Regions from separate parts of the Gossypium arboreum genome. Here region 1 is linked to region 2. A link is a contact called in public Hi-C data. All regions are on one chromosome and are shown on one strand. The core of a region is the stretch at or near the end of the contact, and the rest is flanking DNA. Distances in the headings are between cores, read along the strand shown. Region 1 has its middle 8.2 kb from the start of LOC108454868. Region 2 has its middle 15 kb from the start of LOC108455699.

The links. A called contact is a pair of places that touch in the nucleus more often than the background predicts.
Region 1: a Hi-C map of leaf shows a contact between it and region 2, with 6 times the contacts expected there. The contact joins two enhancer-like sites. A contact is called at or near these places in 2 of 5 Hi-C or Micro-C datasets (both in leaf).

Annotation. Positions count from the first base shown.
Region 1 is chr9:50,316,033-50,320,867 of ASM2569848v2, reverse strand. No RefSeq gene overlaps it. Among protein-coding and RNA genes, the nearest start is that of LOC108454868, 8.2 kb to the left of the region's middle. Within about 2 kb of position 2,582, at least 2 of the 2 cell types and tissues checked have an H3K27ac peak or open chromatin away from gene starts, as enhancers often do. A contact at or near this core is called in leaf, where this site is marked.
Region 2 is chr9:50,137,345-50,141,835 of ASM2569848v2, reverse strand. No RefSeq gene overlaps it. Among protein-coding and RNA genes, the nearest start is that of LOC108455699, 15 kb to the right of the region's middle. Within about 2 kb of position 1,270, at least 1 of the 2 cell types and tissues checked has an H3K27ac peak or open chromatin away from gene starts, as enhancers often do. A contact at or near this core is called in leaf, where this site is marked.

The DNA.
Region 1 (4,835 bases), core at 1,333-3,832, 180 kb before region 2:
AAGTTCCAGTTGATAGAAAAACTTTTATCTGCCATCTTTAGTGATATGAGCTCACATCGACTTGGATCAAGGATTAAGCATTTGTTGTCCTTAAAGACCATAAAATATTTTTTTCTCAAGCAACTGACCTACACTTAGTAGATTTTGATCTATGTCAAGAACTAAAAGAACATATGTGACAAGTTTAGTACCTGATGAGGTTTTAATCAAAACATCTCCCTTTCCTACTATTTCGATGTACTAGCCATTTCCAACTTTCACTTTAGAGTGGAACCTTTTGTCAATGCTCTTGAAGATGCTCACACATGCAGTCATGTGACTTGTACAACTACTGTCAACAAGCCAGTTCTCACTTTCTTTGTTAGAGAGTTCTCATGGTGCTGCGAACTGGGCTTCGCATGAGGGTTCATAAAATTTCACAAACTGGGCTCCGTAGGAGGCTACGAACATAAATTCTTCTTAACTTGCTTCAGCAGTTTGTGCTGGAGTGTTTTGTTGTTGTGCGTGCCCTTTATTCTTGCACACTTTTTCTTCATGGCCAAACTGTTTGCAATTTCTGCATTGGGCATTAGGCTTGAACCAACAAAATTTCTCAAGGTGACCCAACTTCTTGCATTACGAGCACGATTCATATTTTTTCTTTCCACCATTTTTCTTTGACCTTTCCTTCTTACCTGACCAGTTCTATTTTTCCTTTTTTGATTTGAGAAGCTCGAAGCTTCTTTGTTCTTGGCTTGAAAAGCTTCCTCAACGTGCCCTTTTTCTTTGCTCGCGCTTATTTGTTCTTGAGCATACAAAGTATTGATTAGTTCAAAGAGTGAGATGGTTGATAGGTCTCACGAATCCTCCAGTGAATATATCTTTGATTCATGTCTCAGAGGGAGTGAGGTAATCATCTTTTCAACTACTCCATTGTATGAAAACTGGTCCCTTAGCAATCTAATCTGGTTTACTGCTTCTATGATTTGATCTGAATGTTACTTTATATTCCCAACTTCCTTCATTTTAAGGTTTTCAAAATCTCATCTGAGATTTATCAACTACTGCTACCTCGTCTTCTGTGAACCTTGGAACTCTTCCTTGAGCATATCCTGAGCTTGTTTAGGAGTTTCACAAACCATAGTTCTTGTGAAGATTGCATATGAAACGCCATTTTGCAAGTAAGACATTGCCTTGTGCTTTTTTGCACATTCCTCACTATGTTGTCTCATTTGAGGAAGTTTAGGATTTTGTTTCAAAACTAATGGTTTTATTTCATTATTCACTATTTCCCAAAGGTCAAAGGATTGAAGATAAGTTTTCATTTTTACTACCCAAATATGGTAGTTTTCACATGTAAAAATGGAGGTGAAGGTGGAGATTGATGAAGACATTTTTATGGAAACAGGTCCTTAAAGATAAGTGGCTCTAGATACCAATTGTTGGATATTTGATGAAAAAAGAAGTGAAATAGAAGCAAAAAAATAAAAAAAAAATAGAGAAAATCAACTTGTGATTAACTGGTTCATTACTTAAAAAAACTAATACAAAGTTTATATGAACAAGTAAGCTTTAATAAGCTAAGAAAAATAATAAAATAATTACAAATTGGCTAATCTTGGAACTTGATTAATTCAACTTGCTTCTTCATTGGCTGATAAGTCTAATCAGCAACCACAAACATCTTATAAAAAAGTATCATTGTTTTAATGCAACGGTAACTTGTAGAGTAGCTCGCATGTATAAGCTCACCTAACATAGCTTGCACTTTTGGAGACTTCATAGCTTTGATGAGCTCGTAAGTTTGGTGAGCTCGCAGATGTGAGGAGCTAGCACACTTGGCAAGCCTACAGTCTAGTAGAGCTTGCACATTTGTTGTGCTCAGAGTCTTACGATCAGGGTTATTCAATGCATGGATGGTCACTTCGCAACACTCCTCATTGGCCTCTATATTGTGAACCCCAATATCATAATGCAGCTTTTCAAACTTCATCTTCCCAAGAGATTTTGTTAGAATGTTAGCCAACTGATCTTGCAAGCTGCAGAACCAAAGTTACTTCCTTGGCTTTTTCCACTTCTCTCATAAAGTGATACTTGATTTTGAAGTGTTTTGTTTTTCTATAGAACATTGGATTTTTTACAATTGCAATAGCAGATTGATTATCGCACTTAATCTTTGTTGCTTCTTCTTGTTTTAAATTCAAATCATTCAGTAGTTTCCTTAACCAGATAACTTGATTTACAACAATTGTGACTTCAACATACTCAGCTTTAGCAGTTGACTGTGCAACATACTAAGTAATTATAACTTAATAAAATTTAATTTAAAATTAATTTTATATAGATTATATAACATGATATAAATTTAAAGCATTTGTCACTCTCTAAATTCCCTTGTAAAATGTATAAAGACAGTGTACGAAATAATTCTAAAAAAGGAAAAAAAAAACATTGAAACACGTTATTGTGGGGTTGTTAATATTAGTTTCATAACATCTCAAACTGGGCTCCTTCATAAACAGAGCTGAGTAGAACAGCATAATGAATTTGTTGATTATCTGTCTCCTTATCTGGCCCATTACAGTTAATATGTGGACTCAAATTGTTTAGTAAGCTCGGTCTACTATAACCCAAATCGCCTGAACTGGGCTCAAATCATCATTTGGATTGCATTCTTCCATAAAATGAGATTGCGACCGTTTGTGATTAAAATCCCCTTAATTTTATGCCATAAGAAAATACTCATCTGAATTTAAGATGAGTGATACAATCCAATTAAATCGAATGAAGTTAAATTTTTTTGAGTTAATATATTTTATTTTAAAATTTTTCTAAATTCATTCAAATATATTTGTTCAAATTAAATTTAAAAGAAAAATAAAATTATCTTATTAAACTCTTGTTGACAATATTTGAAAACTCTTTTAAAACAAATTCAAACAAAATAAAAGAAAAAAACAAGATAGTATGATAATTTAATTTGATAACTTACTTATTTAAAGAGGAAAATTTATCAATTTTTAAAAATATTATAACTTAGTATTTTTATATATTTTAAAGATTTTTATAATTTTTATTTTAATTATATATATTTTATAAAAATTTGGAAAAATATTTTATATATTTTTTATTTTAGAAGATTATTTTATTTTTAAATTTTTTTAGAGTGATCAATTTGTATATTTTTAAAATTATCAGTAACTCAAGAGATATTTATATCAATTTGTTATTTAAATTATTTAAATTGTAAAATTTAACTCAACTCAAACTCGAAAAATTAAAATATTTACTTAAAATTATTTTTAAAAATAAATACATTTACTTAACTCGAATTTTGAATTTTAAAAATCGAGTAAAACCCTTCGAATGCTAACGTGATTAATCAATCGCATAATAAGGTCTTGGGCGAAGGAGTGTCTGTAGCGGAAATGTTGGTGCGAATGACAATTTCCTAAAACTTTTGCCAGGCTGCTCAATAGGCTAAGGACAATGGATGTGCAGCCAACTTTTATAATATTTTATCAACAAAATATTTTGTATATTATTAAGGATTGATAAGTAATAGTAAAATATTAAAAATATATATTTTAAAAAAAGATAAATTATTTTTTAAATATTATTTGTGAAATAAAGAAATATTATCAAAATATTAAATACTAGAGTAATCTATAAAAATAGTCACTTTTGTTTGTCTCATGTTACATTTTAGTCACTTATGCTTGAAATATTATTTTTTAGTCACCTATGTTATTATTTTGTTACGAAGTGGTCACCCTACCATTAAGTTCCGTTATCTCCCTAACGGTAATCCTATATGGCAATCAAACTAGATTTTAAGTTCCAACTTGGATTTCTAAATGGAATGAAAATAGATTTTTAATTAAATAAATTTAATTAATTAAAATTTTTAAACCCTAAACTTTAACTAAAAAACTATTCATCTCCTCTCTCTTTTTAATTTTTCTTTCGTCTCTTCTGTTTTTAGCTTTTTTTTTTAGTTTACTGGAAAAATTATTATCGAGATCAAAATAGTTGAAATCAAATTGACTGTTTCATAAAGATAGATTCAATGAAGGGTCTAGATATGTCTTCTTTGCATTCCTCTATCTCTTTTATTCAATACGGAAAAACAAAAGATTGAATTTTTTATTGTTTAATGAAAACTCTAAATTAAAATTCTTGATATTTTCTTCGACTTTTTGAAATTGTTTGTGAACATGTATTTTATTTTGCGTTGGTAGACATCCCAAAGAAGAACGCAAAGAATACATATCTGGACCCTCCATTGAATTCATCTTTATGAAGCAGTCAATTTTGATCTTGATAATAGTTTTTCCAATAAAATGAAAAAAAAAACTAAAAACAGAAGAGACGGAAGAAAAAAAAAAGAGAGAGGAAAGGAATAGTTTTTTAGTTAAGGTTTAAGGTTTAAATTTTTTAATTAATTAAATTTATTTAATTAAAAATCTATTTTCTAACCATTTGGAAATCTAATTTGACACTTAAAATTTAGTTGGACTGCTACGTAGAATTACCGTTAAAGAGATAACGGAACTTAACGGTAGAGTGATCACTTCGTAACAAAATAATAACAAAAGTGACTAAAACGTAACATTTCAAACATAAATGACTAAAATGTAACTGAGGCAAATAAAAATGACTATTTTTTATAAATTACCTTAAATACTAACGCAAAGTAATTATAATTAAAAAAATCAAAATTGAGATTCCAAGTGTCGGCAACTACCTTACAATTTTGCATTTGCTAACCAACGCTGATCAAAACCTTTAGCGTTATATATAATCAAATCCATAAAATCAAAATATTTAGTTACATTTAAATTTATATTCTTTTG
Region 2 (4,491 bases), core at 21-2,520:
TTATTTTTATAAAAAATAGATTATGGCATCACCAATGCTATGCGTCACAACTTAAGAGTTCCATTTGTCTTATATTTAATACCATTACAAAAAGTACCAAAACTCTTGATGAATGAAAATTCGGTACAAACTTAGGACAAAAAAAATGTACGAACTTAGGAGAATGTGATAGTTCGAGGCTAAATGCATATTTGAGCATTATAATTATAATTAAAATAAACACATAACATTATTTATAAAAGAATATATAAATAATTTTTATTTTGTATTTTTTCATAGTATATAATTTATATTTAATTATATGTTTTAGGATCAAATTGATAGAATTTGTAAATGTGGTGGGTTAAATTTATTAAGTTATTTAGAATTAAGATCAAATTGATAGAATGTGTATGTATTGAAGATTAAATGTGTTATTATTCCAATTAGAAAAAGGTCATGTCATCACTTTTGTTAACCATTTAACGAAGAGTGATCAAAATAGAAATGATATAAAACGGGAGTGACCAAAATACAAATAATCTAAAACATTAGTGACTAAATTAAGAATATTCATAATTTGGTGACTAAAGCAGAAATACACTAATAGTTGAGTAACTAATTCTATAGTTTACCCTTTTCTTTTTGCACATAAACCCTTTCTAACTTTTCTAATTCGCATTCATACTAAGGTTAAGGGCTAATTCTTCATTGTTTTTAGAGTTCTCTAGTCTTGTAAAAAAATATGGTTGAAAGATAAAATGTTTTTTTTTACTATGATAGTGGAAAGTTAAAAATTATTTAAGGTATATGATATTTAAATAATTTAATATAATGATACATGAAATATAAATTTTAAATATCTTTTAATTAATTAATATAAGTTATTTATAAAATTAAAAATACATAAAATATGTTTTAAACTTAAACATAATAAATTATATTTAAATAAAATAATATATTAAATATAAATAAATCTATTTTATAAACCTTTTCAATAATTAATATAAATAAATATTTTGATAATTTTCACTTTCATTGCTTTTGTTGGAAAATACACTTTCAAAACTACAAATGCAATGAAAAACGAGAACTAAGTAAAAGAGGGGCCCCTGAAATGAATGAAGTATTGGGCTTAGTTAGTTTACTGAACCGGAATGAGGTAATGGGTGATGGGCAATGTGAGAGTTTGAGAAATGGGCACTGCAAAATGATGTTGCGATGGGCTTCGTAACGGATACTAATGATAATGTGGTGGAAGTATGCTTGGTGGTAGGTGGGCCTTTGAAACCAACAATTGTCAAATTTAGAAAATAGCCTTGATCCAAGTTTTGTAGTATCCGATGAGGGTTGTACAGTTCCTCACAATGCAAAATTATTATTTGGTAAAATATTGGGGTTTCGTTGATAATTACGAGTAAAAGATAGTAAGTAATAAAAAGAGTTCCTTTCTATCCATTTTGAAAAATAGGAAATTCATTGGATCAATTTTGAAGAATTATTCGAGAGTTGAACTAGATATATGACTCTAGTGGGTGGCATTCGTTGGAGGTCTCTTTAGCCACTAAGTGCTATTCTCTAGTCCTAAGTTTTCAGAGTTTTGTATTACATAAAATGATTATTTAAGAGATTAAGTTTTTATTTATTTATTATATTAGAGTTTCGACTATATAAGATTTATAAAACTGAATATTTAATTAGTTTTAAAAGTGTTTAATTTCTTATTTTTCTTTAAATAAGGTTAGATTAAAATGTTAATGTAAAATTTTATATTATTTTCTTCGAAGTTTATATTTATTTTAAACTTTATAATGTGAAAGACCTTAGAATGATAATTGCTAGAAAAATATAGTGGCAGAAAAAGTGTTGCGAGCAGTGCCAACTATTTCAAGCACTAATGAAGAACAAAGATGAAAACTACAATATGTTTACGCAGTTCGGTTTCCTTACGTTTTCAGGACCTTGCCAAAGAGATAACCCATTATCTTAACACCTTGTACAATAAGCGATTACAAATTCTAACACTCTCCAATTTAGCAAACTCACTTTTTCACTTAAGATCTAGATCACTCTTAGGCTAAAAATAAGTAATTCACATGTTTTCACACTCAATGCACTAACAAATATAAGTTCCTTTCTAAACAGAGACGTGCTAAAAATCTTAGTACAGAACCTATACAATCTCAAATCTCAAGTATTTAAATTAGTTTTGGTTTACTAACATACTAGATCATTTATAATCAATCTTCCCATCAATAATGCAAGATAATTAGCATGGAAAATATATTCAGTAAATTTAGGATAAGTCTTCAAATCTTCAGGTTATGTCACACCTAGTTCCCTCTATGTCCGAAAATTAAGAAATAATTGAAGGGTTAAATTGAAAGAAGCCATAAACTGGTAGTCTCTACTGGAAAATCAGGAAAAGTTAGGAACAAAATTGGACAAGGTTGAGATCCAATTCTAGTTCGATCGAATTAGAACCAACTGGTCCCTTAGTAAGAGACAAAATGATTGCCAATGGATGGTTTCTAAACAATTGAAAATCGTGAAGAAAGAGTTATAAATAGCTGGGAAATGACTTCCCAAAGAGACTTCTTCTCAAATCTGTTTCATTTTTTTCTCTTATTCATCTTTTTCCTTGGTTGATCCGAAGAAATAGTTAGGGGAAGCTCTGCATGGAACAATGATCATCAGGTTCAAATACGAAAGGTAAAGAATCCAGCAAGCTGCTTCCAGAAGAGTGGAAGCTCTTGTTAGTACAAAACTTCGGTGAGGAAAATTTCGAACACACGAACAGAACCCGAATAGAAGAAGAAATAGGACAAGGCTCCAAGGCGTGTATTAAGCCACTATCTTTAAGGTTATATTTGCCCCCACTTATCTTCGGTGTGCAAATGAGTTCCAAGCAAATTAACCTCGACGATACAATGAAGCCAATGACTATTTGCGTTTTGTACTGACGAGAATAGTCCACTACACATTGAGCAATATATGACAAGAAACTCAATTTCTATAAAGGATTTTTGTAGTAATACTTTATAAAATAATCTAATAATATTAGAAAAGCGAAGGAAGGAAAGAAAGAATCTTAGAATTTGATGGTATGATTTCCAAATGAAATCTCATTCCTATTTATAGGAATTTTCATGTCTCTTCATAGAGACATCTTTCATCAATAGGTGTCTTTCTGAATAATAATATATTTAGAATTATTCATTTAATTATAAATATTCAAATAAAATTATTTAAATAGTTATAATTCTTTTCAAAAATCAAACAATATAATCTTTTGATTAATTACACCTATTCATTTATAGTTATTGGAACACTATAAATATTTGAAAATGTTCCAACAATCTCCCCCCATTTTCAAAATATTTTAGATTTTGATATTCTTGAAAATCAATTTGCATAAATGAAAGGTATCTTACGGTTGAACCTTCACTTAGTGAAAACATGTTAAAGTTAATCGAAATTGCATGGTAGACTAAGCTTTGAACCAACTATTTCATTTGATTAACTGAATACATCTCACACAATGATTTCAACATCAGTCAATGCATAGTGTCTAGGGACACTATTATGGCCATGTGTCTGTGTCCTCTTTTCATGAGTGCTATCAGAACCAAGCCCTTGAGCTCCTAGAAGCGGTCATACTTCCACTCACATAGGTAGATCCCATCAAGAGTGTTCCCGTAATTATAACACTCTAACATTTTATGTTATGGGTCCATTAATAGTACATTACTCATCATTCCCTTATCATTACGGGAACCTAGCACTTTAATCTTAGGATGGATTTATTTACAGTCCTAACAGTCACATACTAATGATGTACTTTATCTTATTAAACTCAAGACTTGATGTTATACCAAGCATTGAGTCAAGTTTCCATCATGGGTGACTCTAATTAATGGGCTTGAGTCCCATCCCTTTTGAGGTCCCTTTTACTATATCTCTAGCAAGACTTTTTGTCAAAGGATCTGCCAAATTTTCACTTGACCTCACATAATTAATAGTGATCACTCCATCAGAAATTAATTGGTGGACATAACTATGTCTTAATCCAATGTGTCTAGACTTTCCATTATATACTTGGCTATATGCCTTTGCTAGAGTAGCCTCACTATCACAACGGATAGAAATAGGTGACATTGGCTTAGGCCATAAAGGTACATCATAAAGTAAATTTCTTAACCATTCTGCTTCTTTAGATTCAGCGGCTAATGCAATAAATTCTGCTGCCATGGTGGAATCAGTAATACATGTTTGTTTCTTGGAACCTTAAGAAATGGCTCCTCCATCAAGAATGAAAATACAACCACTAGTAGATGCATGATCTTCCAAACTTATAATCCAACTAGCATCCGAATACCCTTCTAAAACTGGAGGATATCCATTATAACACAATCCATAGTTAATAGTTTTCTTTAAGTACCTAAGTACTCTATTCAAAGCTTGCCAATGCAAGCTATTTGGATTACTTGTGTACCTACTCAATTTCCCAAT